Linked DNA regions of Rattus norvegicus: all the other regions are linked to region 2. The links are chromatin contacts, called in public Hi-C maps. All regions are on one chromosome and are shown on one strand. Each heading gives the region's core, a stretch centred on a gene start, on an enhancer-like site or on the middle of the called end of the contact. The rest is flanking DNA. Distances are from core to core; before and after follow the strand shown. Region 1 holds the start of Afg2b (AFG2 AAA ATPase homolog B). Region 2 has its middle 34 kb from the start of Gatm. Region 3 holds the start of Gatm (glycine amidinotransferase).

The links. A called contact is a pair of places that touch in the nucleus more often than the background predicts.
Region 1: a Hi-C map of Schwann cells shows a contact between it and region 2, with 5 times the contacts expected there. The contact joins the promoter of Afg2b here to the enhancer-like site in region 2. A contact is called at or near these places in 12 of 12 Hi-C or Micro-C datasets (the A7r5 cell line, the Rat2 cell line, Schwann cells and 7 more) and 1 of 1 datasets of contacts at active chromatin or transcription factors (oligodendrocytes).
Region 3: a Hi-C map of liver shows a contact between it and region 2, with 5 times the contacts expected there. The contact joins the promoter of Gatm here to the enhancer-like site in region 2. A contact is called at or near these places in 2 of 12 Hi-C or Micro-C datasets (the A7r5 cell line and liver).

Annotation. Positions count from the first base shown.
Region 1 is chr3:130,146,052-130,150,560 of GRCr8, forward strand. It overlaps Afg2b (AFG2 AAA ATPase homolog B), which reads left to right and starts at 2,291. Exons shown (of 8, transcript NM_001109647.1): 1 at 2,291-3,420; 2 at 4,174-4,359. The coding sequence starts at 2,347.
Region 2 is chr3:130,093,016-130,097,547 of GRCr8, forward strand. No RefSeq gene overlaps it. Among named protein-coding and RNA genes, the nearest start is that of Gatm, 34 kb to the right of the region's middle. Within about 2 kb of position 2,601, at least 23 of the 93 cell types and tissues checked have an H3K27ac peak or open chromatin away from gene starts, as enhancers often do. A contact at or near this core is called in Schwann cells, kidney and liver, where this site is marked.
Region 3 is chr3:130,127,200-130,131,385 of GRCr8, forward strand. Gatm (glycine amidinotransferase) reads right to left here and starts at 1,894. Exons shown (of 9, transcript NM_031031.2): 1 at 1,770-1,894; 2 at 384-602. The coding sequence starts at 1,838.

The sequences.
Region 1 (4,509 bases), core at 1,041-3,540, 53 kb after region 2:
TAAGCTATGTGACATTGACAGGAAAAGGCATATCACTAGCATGAAGCAATCCTGGGATAAAAATATCTGGAGGCCCTGCAATTCAGAGCTTACTCATCATAGCCATCTCCAGAAAACTTTAGGGTTTCCTAGATGGCTCCTGACAAGAAGCCAGGACAGGAGCTCAAGGCGGGAACCTAGAGGTAGGAATTGAAGCAGAGCTCGTAGAGTAATGCTGCTTACTGGCTTCCTTAACAACCCCTTCTCATAGAGTCCAAGCCTCCCTGCTAAGTATAGTAACGCCTCTAGTGGAATAAGCCCTCCTCTAGCAATTAGCAATTGGGGAAAATGCCTCTACAGACATACCCCTAGGTCAATCTGATTGAAGCAATTCCTTCTTCCCAGTTGACAACTAAGAATAGCTATGACAATGTCACTATAGAGTAGACCCAGGAGAATTAGAGGCTCTCTCCCATTGTCTAAGGGGAGACTGCAAAGGTACTTGAAGTAGGACGTAGGTCCTCACTTGTCCTGAGCCAGCCAGCATCTACATCTTTGTTTCCTAAACGGTAAGAAGTTAAGATCTGTATTCAAGTCATGCACTTATGTACATGGAGGCAAAACACTCATACACATAAAATAAGATAAATAAAATCTTTAATGGGACTGGAGAGTTAAGAGTTAAGAATCAGGGGTTAAGAGTACACACTGCTGTTTTGCAGAGTTTAGTTCCCAACACCTACATAGAGTGGTTTACAGACATCTTTAACTGCAGCTGCAAGGGAGCCAATGCCTCTGGGCTCCATGGGCACCTGCATGCATACCACACAAAATCACACATTTTTTTAATGGAAAAAAGTAATTTGCTATTGCTTATTATAACCTGAACAGCTTGTGGGTTTTTTTTAGAATAGCCTGACAATATAATAAGAATACAGAGAGAGTTCAGACAGTTTCATACAAGTGAGTGTGTGAATCCTGAGGAAAATCTAGCCTCAGTTGCAAATGTCCTATCCTCCAAGGGCCCATAGCCTTCATTTGCTGGTTCTGGCCTCCCTCTAGTGGTGAATGCATTTAGTGCTTTAAATGGTGCTCATAAAATTGTCCAATTTGGAGTCCTATAAACCAACAAAAGGACCACCGAACTGTTATTATGCTGTTTTTCTTTTCAAGGTATTCTTCCGGCTTTTTTTTTGAGACTTTTGTGTTTGTTTTTGAGTCTTGTTTAGGCTTGCCTAGACCTTACTATGTAGCACAGGTTGAGCTGGAAATTGTGATAATCTTTACGTAGGCTTCCAAACGTTGGGATACAGGTATGACCCATAACAGCCAGCTTAGAATGGTTGCTTACAAGACTATGTCATTGTCGGTATGATGAATTCAAATATACGGATGACTGAGGCAATGCGTTGAAAATGGTTTGACTTAGAGGAGCATGATGGGTTAAGGCTGCCTGGGAAAGATAATCTATAGTTCTACTGAGAATGAGTGAAAGAGAGTTGAGGGCCCACGAACAGAATCCCTTCTTGATATTTGTGACACAAGGAGGGGAATGGTTGTTGTAGTGGGGAAGTCGTTATTTCTTGGCTAAGGTCAGAGAATTTTAGTCTGGTCCTGAAAGGGATCAATCTCTCCATGCAACACAAAACAACATGTACTCTCCTCCACACCATATCCCTACTAGCTTAACCTCTCTACCTCTGTTTTAAACCAGTGCAGAAACCTGTAAGCATAAGTTAGCTCTAATTGCCTCAGTTGGCGCTGGTTATGACCATTGGCTGTACCTTTCATGCGACCATGCATAAGAGAAAAACCTCTGAAGATCACCCCATTAAACTTCCGTTTCCGTTCTATACCACAGCTATCCACAAGTACGCTAACTTTTACATATGTCCCTTTACGTATTGAAGATGGTTATCATGCCTTATTATGTCTTTTTTCCCATGTGCAGATGCTCAAAGCTTTTTGGAACAAGAATAAAAGATATTTCATAAGATGCGAGCATCATGATTAACGTGGCAGGTATTTTATTTACACGTTGTTTATTATACCTGTAAACAGGTTACACCTTGTTAGCAGCATGGTTTTGTTTCCTTAAGTCGTTTTACTTCCCCAAATGAAAACTCTTATGGCCTAATGGAGCAGCCATAGGATGTTTTGTCTGTTGCCAGCAGAGACCTTTCCTTGAGGCTCTGGGACCAACAACCAGGCATCTTAAGTTTACCGAGACCCAGGCTTTTCTCACTTTCCCAGAAGTCCTTTCGACCGTCAATCAATGGCTGGTTCCTCCATGGCGCATGCGCGCCGCCTGCATCCGGCAGCCGGGTGAATTGCTGCCGGGCTCTCCCTGGTGTGGTTCTCCTAGTCATGGCTCCGGACTCCGGGCCCTTCCCCGACGGACAATTTTTGAAGCTGCTGCCTGTGGATCCCCGGGACCGGGGCACCCAGCGCTGCCGCCTAGGACCGGCCGCCTTCCGCAGCCTGGGCGTGCGCCTGGGCTCGCCGATGAGGATCTCGTTGCCCGCCGGGGGCTGCTGCCTCTGCACAGCTTGGCCACGGCGCGACGGGGCGGACGGCTTTGTGCAGTTAGACTTGCAGTGCGCTAGCCCCGGAGCCGCGGCAGCTGCGGGGAGGATCAGTATGGACCGCTTGCAACCGGTGTCCTGTCCGCCCCTGCGGCGCCTAGAGGTGTGGCCCGTGCTGCGGCCGCAGGCGGGAGCCCCGAGTTCCGACGCGGTGCTGGAGGTATCGCAGGAGCTGCTGCGCAACCGGCCGGTGTCGCGAGGACACGTGGTGGCCACCCCTCCCGGTATCCCGGGCCCTGTAGCAGCTCTGCACGTGGTGAGCGGGACACCGGACCCAGAGCCCGCCGGGCGGGTCACACCGCACACCCGCATCACGCTCAGCGACAAACCTCCGCCACAGGTCGAGCCTCCGGGGGAGGTGACCCTTGGGGGCCTGTCGGAGACGGCCGACTCCCTAAGGGAGCTGCTCCGCCTGCCGCTGTGTTATCCGCTCGCCTTAGCCGCACTGGGGCTGGCGGTGCCCCGCGGGGTGCTCCTGGCGGGACCCCCGGGAGTGGGCAAGACCCAGTTAGTGCGGGCCGTGGCGCGAGAGGCGGGCGCCGAGCTGCTGGCGGTGAGCGCCCCGGCGCTGCAGGGCACTCGGCCCGGAGAGACCGAGGAGAATGTGCGGCGCGTCTTCCAGCGCGCCCAGGAGCTGGCCAGCCGCGGGCCCAGCCTCCTCTTCCTGGACGAGGTGGACGCCCTGTGTCCCCGGAGAGGCGGCCCCCAGCGAGCTCCCGAGAGCCGCGTGGTGGCCCAGGTGTTGACGCTGCTGGACGGTATCCACGGGGACCGGGAGGTTGTGGTCGTGGGAGCCACCAACCGGCCAGACGAGTTAGACCCAGCGCTTCGCAGGCCGGGGAGGTTTGACAGAGAGGTAAAATTCTTGGAAGCTCCGCTTTTTTGGACATTTGGGTCAGGCAGGATTTATAGATCACTTGTGATATGCGAGCCAGAACCAGTGTTCAAATTGTTCTGGGAAGCAGGATGGTCATTTTTGTTGAAGTAACTAAGCCTGTTGCAAGCATATTAAACCGAAACAGCCTTTGGGATGAGAACATGGTCACAGTAAGAGAAGGTAAATAAAAAAACGGCATTAGCCCCAAAATGTATTCGTTCCTGTCAGGATACCAGCTTCTCTCCTACAGTTGACTTCCCTAAGTTGTCAGGGCTCTTTCTCAGGAGCCTTTGGTCAAGTGATTTTTCTTTCTAATTTCTAAGGAATTGTTAGTAATTAAATAAAATTTAAATGTTGTGGTAGGATTCTCTTAAGTCTTTTTAGGACTTGAGTGAATTTCTTCCTTGCACCATCTATTAAAGGGCCCCGATTCCACAGAACAAGGACCTAGATTATCTACTCTGTTATTTGAGCCCTGACTGCCAGAACTTAGTGTGTTCTCAAAAAACAACAAAGACTTCTTCAGTGAAGTATAGAGTTTTCATTGTGGAAATCCGCAGCTACTGTTGTTCCACTGGACAATTTTCTTATATTTATAATAAGGTGCGCTTAGAAGTTCACGGTATAAGTTCCAGAAAGGTTTGCTGAGTGTCTGTACATATTGGTGAGGATGCTTTTAAAGATTTTAAGTTGTTTACTTCTAAGTTCTCTGGTTTTTTGCTTTGCCTGTAGGTGATCATTGGAACTCCCACACTTAAACAGAGAGAGGCAATTCTGGGAGTGATTACTTCAAAGATGCCCATCTCCAGTCATATCGATTTAGGCCTGCTGGCAGAAATGACAGTTGGCTATGTCGGTGCTGACCTGACAGCACTCTGTAGGGAGGCTGCCACGTGTGCTCTTCTCAAGAATGAAAAGGTAGGAAGTGTTCACCTGTTACCAGCTATGATAATCTTTCAGATTTCTATGACAGATTAATGTGGGGTTAAAAAAGGTGGTAAGTACATTCATTCCTTGGTATGGCTGGTAGGTTCCACAGCTCGCTCTCTCTCTCTCTCTCTCTCTCTC
Region 2 (4,532 bases), core at 1,351-3,850:
CCCTAAAGCGATGGGCATGCCAAGTTTCCACTCTTTGGAGGCCAGTTCTTTAGCATTTGTGGATCCCTGGAAAAGCACAGCAACTCCTCCAAAACTCCCTTCTAGAGTACTGGTTTGGTTGTGAGCACTGGAAATTCATCTTTCAGGCTGTGATGTATTTGCAGGCTGCGGGTATGTACACATCCTCCTTCCTAAAGCCACAGAGCAGACTGTGTTCCACCTGCTCTAGGTGCTGCAGCTCCCCACTGGGCAGGGACTCTGTGCCTTGCTGCTGAGTGACAGGCACCTCAGTAATATTTTCTTAACAACCGTCAAGCGATGTAAAATGGTGCCAGAGGAAGTCCCTGGGATGTCTGGAAAGAAATAAGCCAATACCCAAGCCAGGGGAATGGCCAGCATTTGCTAAATGTTATCTCAGAAGACAGTCATCAACTACCTTATTCACTCTCACTCTTGGGGAAAGGGGCTAACATCTATGTCTGTGATGAAACACCATGATCAAAAACAGCTTGAGGAAGGAACCCCACAGCCTATATAAGACCATTACTGAAGAATGCTAGGGCAGGAACTCAAGCAGGGCTGGTATCTGGAGGCCCAAGCTGGCGCAGAGGCCATGGAGGGGGCTGCTTACTGGCTTGCTCCTCATGGCTTGCTCAGCCTGCTTTCTTATAGAACCCAGGACCACCAGCTCAAGAGTGGTACTGTCCACAATGAGCTGGGTCCTTCCATGTCGATCATCAATCATGAAAGCGCCGAACAGGCCTGCCTACAGACCAGTCCAGTGGGGTATTTTCTTAACTGAGGTCCCCTCTTCCAAAATGACTTTAACTGATATTAAGTTGGTATAAAACTGGTGAGTACAGTATACACAGAAAGACCTGTTTGATCTATCTCCATCCTAATGGAGGAGTTGGAATCAAACCACCACATTTTCCTAGACCCAGGTTGGGTGAGTCAGATTCTCAGGAAAAGATGGACAACTAGATTTTATGCAGAAACTTTTCTTGATGAGAACTTTCTATGCCTGGCTGCCTTCTAGCGAGATGGGGTTTTGTTTTGGGTCAGGCTGGATTGGATCTCCAGCAATCCTCCTGTTTCTGCCTCCTAAGTGCTGAGTTACAAACATCCACCCCATTCCCCCAGCTCCCTTCAGTGCTAATCCTGGGATGTGTCAGGGCTGCCTGTCTGTTCACACACTTCAGATAAGTTAAGGCTCTAAAAACTTCATTGCAGATGGAGAATATTAGCTTGGGGGGGGGGGGCAAAGGTTCTAGTTGAGAGAATTTCAGTGGGTTGGGATTGCTCCAAATCACTTGATATATTTTTATTCATTGTAACATTCCAGAGTGTTCCATTTGGATTAGAGTATTTAGAGTCCAGCTGAAACAAAAGTGACCAGTTTCCCTTATCTGTACCCTTCTCATTGTTCAGTCTCCTGAGGTTTCCCTGAGGTCCAAATGTGGGTTCTGGGGGGGGTGCAGCAAAAGATGTGGATTCTTTTACAGCAGTTATTATCTGATACAAACAGCACTTCCTTCATTTTACTGGCTAATGTATGGTCTGCCAGGAGGATGGGAATGAACATGCATGGCTGTTATTCAGGCCAAAATTCCGCACCACCTGAAGTCAGAGTTCACCCGTGCTTCAAGCATCATGTTAGGAGCAATCTGCCCGAACTTAGATACAGGGATATGCAGAGAGCTTCAAGAAACCTAGCAAAGTCACATCCTTACACGATTTTTAAATAAAACAAGTCTTTTAATTTTCTTCTCTCATATTTACTGAATGCAATCATAATTTATTTTCAGAAGTCACCCCAGATATAATCGAGAGTAGCACAGCAGTTGCACCGACCTGGACTTTAAGCACAATAAACCCAACTGTGACATTTGAGACAGTCAGTGACAGGGAATAGAGGGATCAAAGAAGAAGTATCCTTCCAGTTTTCTTTTAAGATTATTTATTTATGCATATGAATGCTCTATTTGCACGTGTGCCTGCATGACAGAAATGGACATCAGATCCCATTTTTTAAGATGGCTATGAGTCGTTATGTGGTTGGTGGGAATTGAACTCAGGACCTCTGGAAGAGCAGCCAGAGATTTTACCTGCTGGGCCATCTCCTCCAGCCTGCCCTTCCAGTTTTGTTTACTCTCTCCTGTCCAAAATGTCAGCAAAATTAATCAGGTCACTTGTAAAAGAACTGTACCCCCTTTCTTAGGTAATATGTCACAAAAGAGATTATTAAAAGAGGTTAGTGATCTATGCCTGAAATAAATCCCTTAGTGACTTATGAATAAGTCACTAGAGGCTTTGAGCAAATTTTTTGTCTCTACAGCTTGCCCTTCTCTAGCTGAAATTGATACAATGTGACTTTTTAAAGCCTCTTCTTCATGGATACAGTTCCAAGGATGTGGAAAAGTGGGATGGCAGGACATGATTTCCCCAATATGGAAACTTAGTTGCAGATTAATTAACTTAAGCGCCCCCCATATCACTTATGGAGTTACTGCCCAGGCAATTAGGTTGGCTCCTCCTCTCCTAACCCCTGTGCTTGGTTCTCTTTAAGTGAGACAGATCTTTCTGCTTAGTGGGCAAGCTCGCTAACTTCTCTCCGCTGACTCATCCAGACTCTTTTCCTGTGGTGGATGTCAAGGGCCTGAGCAGAGGCCCCGGGAGGCTCCAAGAGACTCTTCAGGCTGCAGGGCTGGCAGTGGGCACTGCTGAGTTGCATTTTCTGCTGCCAACGACACACTGACCTTGGCAGCCTGTCGTCCCATCGTTGACTGCTGCCTTTAAATGAATGGCAGTACTGTGAACGCTTAGCTTATCAAAATAGTTTTACTCAGAAGCAGAAGTTTAAATTCAACTCCAAATCAGGGAACAGGAACAGCGTCTGGCAGCCACCTCATCCCACTTTACGCTCATATCTCACCTTATAACAAAAACGCTCTTTCTTGTCATAGCCCCCCCCCCCCCAGCATGTTACCGTGTTCATCTTTATGATAAATGAACCTTTCTCATTTTCTTAGGACAATCTTTCTGGTCAGAAACTATGGAAAAAATGTCAGAATTCTACTTTTTTTTTACTAGACATTTTTTTTAAAGAATGTTAGATCCCTAGGTTTTCAGGAAATGTGCCACCAGATTAATTTTTAGTGCCAATGACAGTGGGGCCCGGAGCCTGTGGAAGCGGTGGCTGTGCAGTTTCCACTCTGTCCCTATAGCAGCCGAGAGCCGCAGATTAAACATCTCCGACTTTTGTGACCTATCAGCAGCCGTGCACAAGTAAAAAGAAACATCTCTCTCCGAAGTAGGAGATGAGACAGGAAACGGATATCGGCGTGTTGCTGTATCATTTGCACTGTCCAAAGAGACAGAGCTGCACCCTCATTAATCTGTGTTGAAGAAAGAAAGAGCAGGCCCTCCCCACGGATGTAGCCAACCCGGGACAGGAAGACGCAGCTACACCCACAGGCAACGCTTCCTGTGCTGTGAAAACTGGCTTCCTTGGGTCCTTGTTCCTAAGACTGTCTGTCTGTCACTCATTACTGAGTCGGAAACCGTTTTAGCATAGATAGGTGCTGAAGTGCTGGTAAAATCTACATGGTTTCTCGACACTCGTTCTTTAAACTGTGCAAGTGATTACAGAGGATCCATGAGATTCTAGGACATAGATTTGCTGAGAATGTAGTTCAGTGGTAGAGCACTTGCCTGGTATCCACAAAGCTGTGAGTTCAAGCCCCAGCCCCACAGTGTTCTTTCATGGTTTAACAAAACTAAAGAAAGAAAGGAGGGAAGAAAGGAATTAAGTCATTCCCTATACATCTGACAAGTTGAAGAACACTTTTTGTTCCTGAAGATTTGTTCCTGAAGATAGAACCAAGGGATGGTTCTTAGGCTCTCAAGTCGGCTCCTGACTGGCAGTTTTAGGAGTTACAGGGACTGACCATGAGAAGGGAGCCACGGGAGGACGGATAGATAGGTAGGTGCTCGGAGGAAGTGTAGTAGAAAAACTGGTTTGGACTTTTGCTATCCCACCAGAGGTTTTTAGCCTAGGTTTGCAAAGTTTGCATTCACTTAGGTACTAATTAAGCTACTGTCAGATGCAATTCTCAAAGACAGATTAACTGGGTCAAAGATTGCTATGCTTTTAAAAACCCCATAGCACTACGGAAGGAGCTAAGCATAATTTCCAGAATTTTCCCTAAGCACAAAGAACTTAAACTCAGCCACCAGATATTTAAAAAAAAATGCACACTTAGGTATAATAATAAATTAAGTTTCATAGTATTTTGTTATTATTCCTCACTGACTATTCTAATGTTATTCTGTATTCCTCATTTTTATCCACACCATAGTTAGAATGGAACAACTGTAATAACTATATAATAATTATAATAGTAAAATAACTATTATTTAGTCCTTTTACTTTATAGGTCTAAGCAACAAATGGGTATCAATGGTAATTGAAAATAGATTAGATGAAATATTTCTATCCTATGTCCCTATTCTTTTTCTTTCTCTAACTT
Region 3 (4,186 bases), core at 644-3,143, 33 kb after region 2:
AATATCCGATGGGGAGTTCCTAGTGTAGATCTGGATGAGATGGCAAGTGGGGGACTGGTCTGGACTGGAGTGAGGAGGGGCCAGAAGCTGTGAGGATGGCTCTGAGTACTGGGCAAAAGTAAGACCAGAGACTACGACGCTGTGAAGGATAATATGGAGGAATAACCAAAGAATAGCTTCCCCGGAAAGTTCTGAACTCCTAGAGAGGTTTCAAGAAGGAAGAAAATTGTAAATACCAAATACTGAAGGTATCATGCAAAATACCTTAAAAATCACTCCCCTGCCCCAGTGGAGTGGAAGCGGTTTCAGAGGAGAGCGGTTAGCAGAGTTCAGGCTGCAGACGCTGAGGACCTGCTTCTAGACCCATGCTACTCTGGGCTTACCTTCACCTCCACTGTGAATGGTGGGACACAGGCATTTTCAGCTCTGCCCACTATCACTTCCTCTAAAGGGTCCCATTCGTTGTAAGAGGAGACAGGGCAGTCCTTGGGCAGGGGGTGGGTGGCCTTGTCTTCAGCTGCACAGGAATTTTGGGAGGAAGCTGTAGCTGCCTGGGTGCTCTGGAAAGTTCGCTGCACCCATCCTGTTAAGGATCCTCCAAGCTTACAAACAAACAAACAAACAAACAAACAAACAAACAAGGTGTGTGGTTAAAATCAGAATAACACAGATACCTACTTTAGGAGACCCCAAGATATTGACTATCAGAGGGGGTTGGGGTGATTAAAAAAACACATAACTTTTTGTTGATTATAGACTGTTTTTGTTTGTGTCACATGCTGTAACTTTTTTAAAACTCCCAGAAAGATCTGGTTCCCAGACACTACTTTCCCCATCTCTATTTCAAAGTTTCTGCAAACTGACTTTCAGAAACTTTCTTAGAAGATAGGCCATCCTCTTCCCTGAGGAAGTGCCCAGTAAGTCCCGGCAATGTCCAACTGAAGGAGAAGTCTTTCTTTCTTGGTCAGGAAAGTTACCAAAACTGAGCTCTTTTTTACTGTAAATAATAACATGGACTCTGTAAAGACCTTATCTTCCAGAACAAGCAATTCCAACGCTTTTTAACCTCTGACATAACCTCTGACATATACTTCACTTTTTTTTTTAATTTTATATCAGAGAATGACTGTCATCTGTACCATAAGGATTAACCCAGACAGGCACAGAATTTAAACATTAAAAATCAATCTAAACATGTTAAAAACCTCTCCCCTCCCCGAAGCCCCCCCCCCCCGTCCCCGTCTGTCTCTCTTTTAATGCAGGCCTGTATAACCTAGAGAGAGAAGATTCCCTCACCCACCCCATTGTGCAAACCTCACCCCGCCCCCAAATCTCTATCAGGCTGTTAAAAATCCCCCTAGAGGGGGCTGTAGGGACCCAAGGGTGGAGACCCAAAACAAGAGCGCGAGTGACAGCTGTTCAAGAACCAGCTGCTGGCAGAACTCATCTGCCAGAGCTATTCCTGTCAAGGAGCAAGGGAGGGTCTGCAGGCATGGGCTCGGATATCCCAAGGAAGCAGAGGGCCTAGCGGAGCAGCGGGGTGGGGCACAGGATGGACTCATTCCAACTCCCCCTGTAAAGCCCGGGGATCCATGTTTCAGTTGGAGCCGGCCTGGAGGCACCTTTCATCCCTTCACATGCATCTTCCCAGAAAACGACCTCACTGGCCACGGAACCCAGACCATGCCACTGTCCTGCTGGGGTGTCCAGCCTCCCTCTGGGCCCCACCCTGCACTCCGCAGAGGTCCCGAGGCCGCGTAGGCACTCACCCGAGAGCCGATGTAGTGCACCGCCTCGGCGCCTCGGCTGCCGCCGCGCAGACACCGCACCCGTAGCATCGCCCCGGTTTCTGCTGCTGCTCTGTGTGCACAAGGTCCTAGTCGCCAAGCTCGCGCCAGCTCCCAGCCTGCGGCCGCGCGCGCTGCTTTTGTAGCCGCGCCCAGAGCCCGGCCCATTGGCTGCCAGGAACAGGTGGCCGTGGCGTCCGCGGGTCACGTCCCGGGGATTGCCCTTTTTTAGTTCGTGCCTCCCGGACAGGCTCGGGTCAGCAGCCTCGAAGACCCACAAGAAGGCTGGCTGTCCAATGCCTGCCTAGCCGAGACGATTCGTTTGTCTATCTTGTTGGAAGTCCATTTTGCGACCTGAATGGGCAAACCCTAAGGATTTAGTTTAAGTTTAGATGTGTGCACTGACCCAGAACTCCAAGTAAACGCTGAGTGAAACGACCCGTGTTAGTTTCCAACTTTTGAGACCTGATCCTGTGTAGAACACTGACCTTTTCAAATGGTCTTTGGCTAGGTGCCCCTGCTTTGAGAAACTCAATTATGAAAACAGACAGATAATAATAAATCGGAAGTAATAAGGGAGGGTTGCAATTAGCTTCTCCTTTCGAAGCACATCTTCAAAGGCTCCTTTCGACATGACTTGGGTGCTCGATTGCAAAGTAGTTCCCTTAACTGGATTAGTAGAACTAAAACTCGAGAATAACATGTCACTTCCTAACAGAAGGGGCAGATTTGAGTACTTCTTGCCTGTCTGTGTAGTCCAATCTGGCTTCCGTCCCTCCATTGTCCTGTATCCTGTGATTATAGGCATGTACGATGAGCGCAGTAGGCCTCTCTGTGTTGTGTTTTCTAGAAACTGAGAACGGTAGCATTGATTGTCCCTGGTTCATGAGCTAGCCAGAAACCAAAATAAACAGTGCCGGGAAAGTCTAGGCGGCTCTAAGAGTTGTATGGTGAAGGGAGCCAGTGAGTCTAGGTTCCTATCTTAGCTCTGCTCCTAAAATGTTGTGCGGCTTGAACTCACAACCCTTGACCTTTCTAATGAAGGTCCTTCTGCTAGTGAGGGCTTTGGGGAATCGCAAGAATTTCTCAAAACTTAAAAAAGCACTTTTACCCAATAGAAGGACACAATCAACTCTGGGGGCTATGTCTCTGGGTATACTTAGGGTGACCAGCCATGTACCCTTGTCAGTAAAGCAATTTAAAAAGATGGTCAAGGTTAAGGTTATAGTTTATTAGGGGGGTGCTCACCCAGCATGCATTTTAAAACAGCCAAACAACCAAACCAATCAAACCAAACCGCACCACAAGCCCTATAGACCCGGCACAGGGGCTCAGTCTACGTACCAATTCCCAGGCGGCTTGTTCTATCTGATACTCTGTTTCAAACAACTGCGGGCAAATTCACACAAGAAGACTTTCACTCAGCTTGGTTTCCATTCTGTCAGAGATCTGAAAACACCGCCTATCCTTTATTAAAGACATTTTTATTTTGAAAGTGTAGAAGTGTCTGACTAAAGAGCCTCTGACTAGAATGAGGTTAGGGTGCCATTTAGTTTTAGATCATGGGAAACCCTTAGAGTCAAATGGACAGACACCTTTATCTCTTGGAATCCAGGAGGGAAACAGAGTAGGAGAGAGCTAGCCCCGCACAACAGTCCTACAGCTACAAAAGCAAATCAAACCATCCTCCCTGCACTTTACTATTTTTGAGGATTTAGAAAATAAAATCGGGGGGGGGGATGTAACGCTGGAGTTCAAATAAGGTAACTAAGGTATCTTTTTACAGCTAGAATGCATAGGAAAGGTACAACACTATTATCTGACTCCTAATGGCATCCTGCTGTACTCTGCCCTGCTCAGCCACCACCAGAGACGCTTCCGCGGCAGTAGAAGGGAACAAATACAGACACCCAGAGCCAGCCATTATGCAGAAAATGAGAAACCTCAGAAAACTTGGTCCTAGATGGAATGGACCGGGAGGTGCGGGGGCACGGGGCACTGAGACCCTAGATGGGAAAAGAAATCCATCAAATCCCTGTCTTCAAGGCTCTACAGAAGAGGAGGCGAAAGGAGTGTAAGCCAGAGAGAATGGAAGACACCGGGAAAACTGCCTTTCTTTTCTTCTTTTTCCATATAAATGTAAACAGTAATTAACAGTACATGGGTCCCTCCATGTGTACTCTTTGGTTGGTGGTTTAGTCCCTGGGAGCTCCGGGAGGTCTGGTTGGTTGATATTGTTGTTCTTCCTATGGGGTAGCCTGTTAGAGCTGTCTCCTGAGAGGCTCTGCCAAAGTCTGACAATACAGAGGCAGATGCTCACAGCCAACCATTGGACTGGCAACTGTATGTCTTTTTTATTGGATATTTTATGTATTTACATTTCAAATGTTATCCCCTTT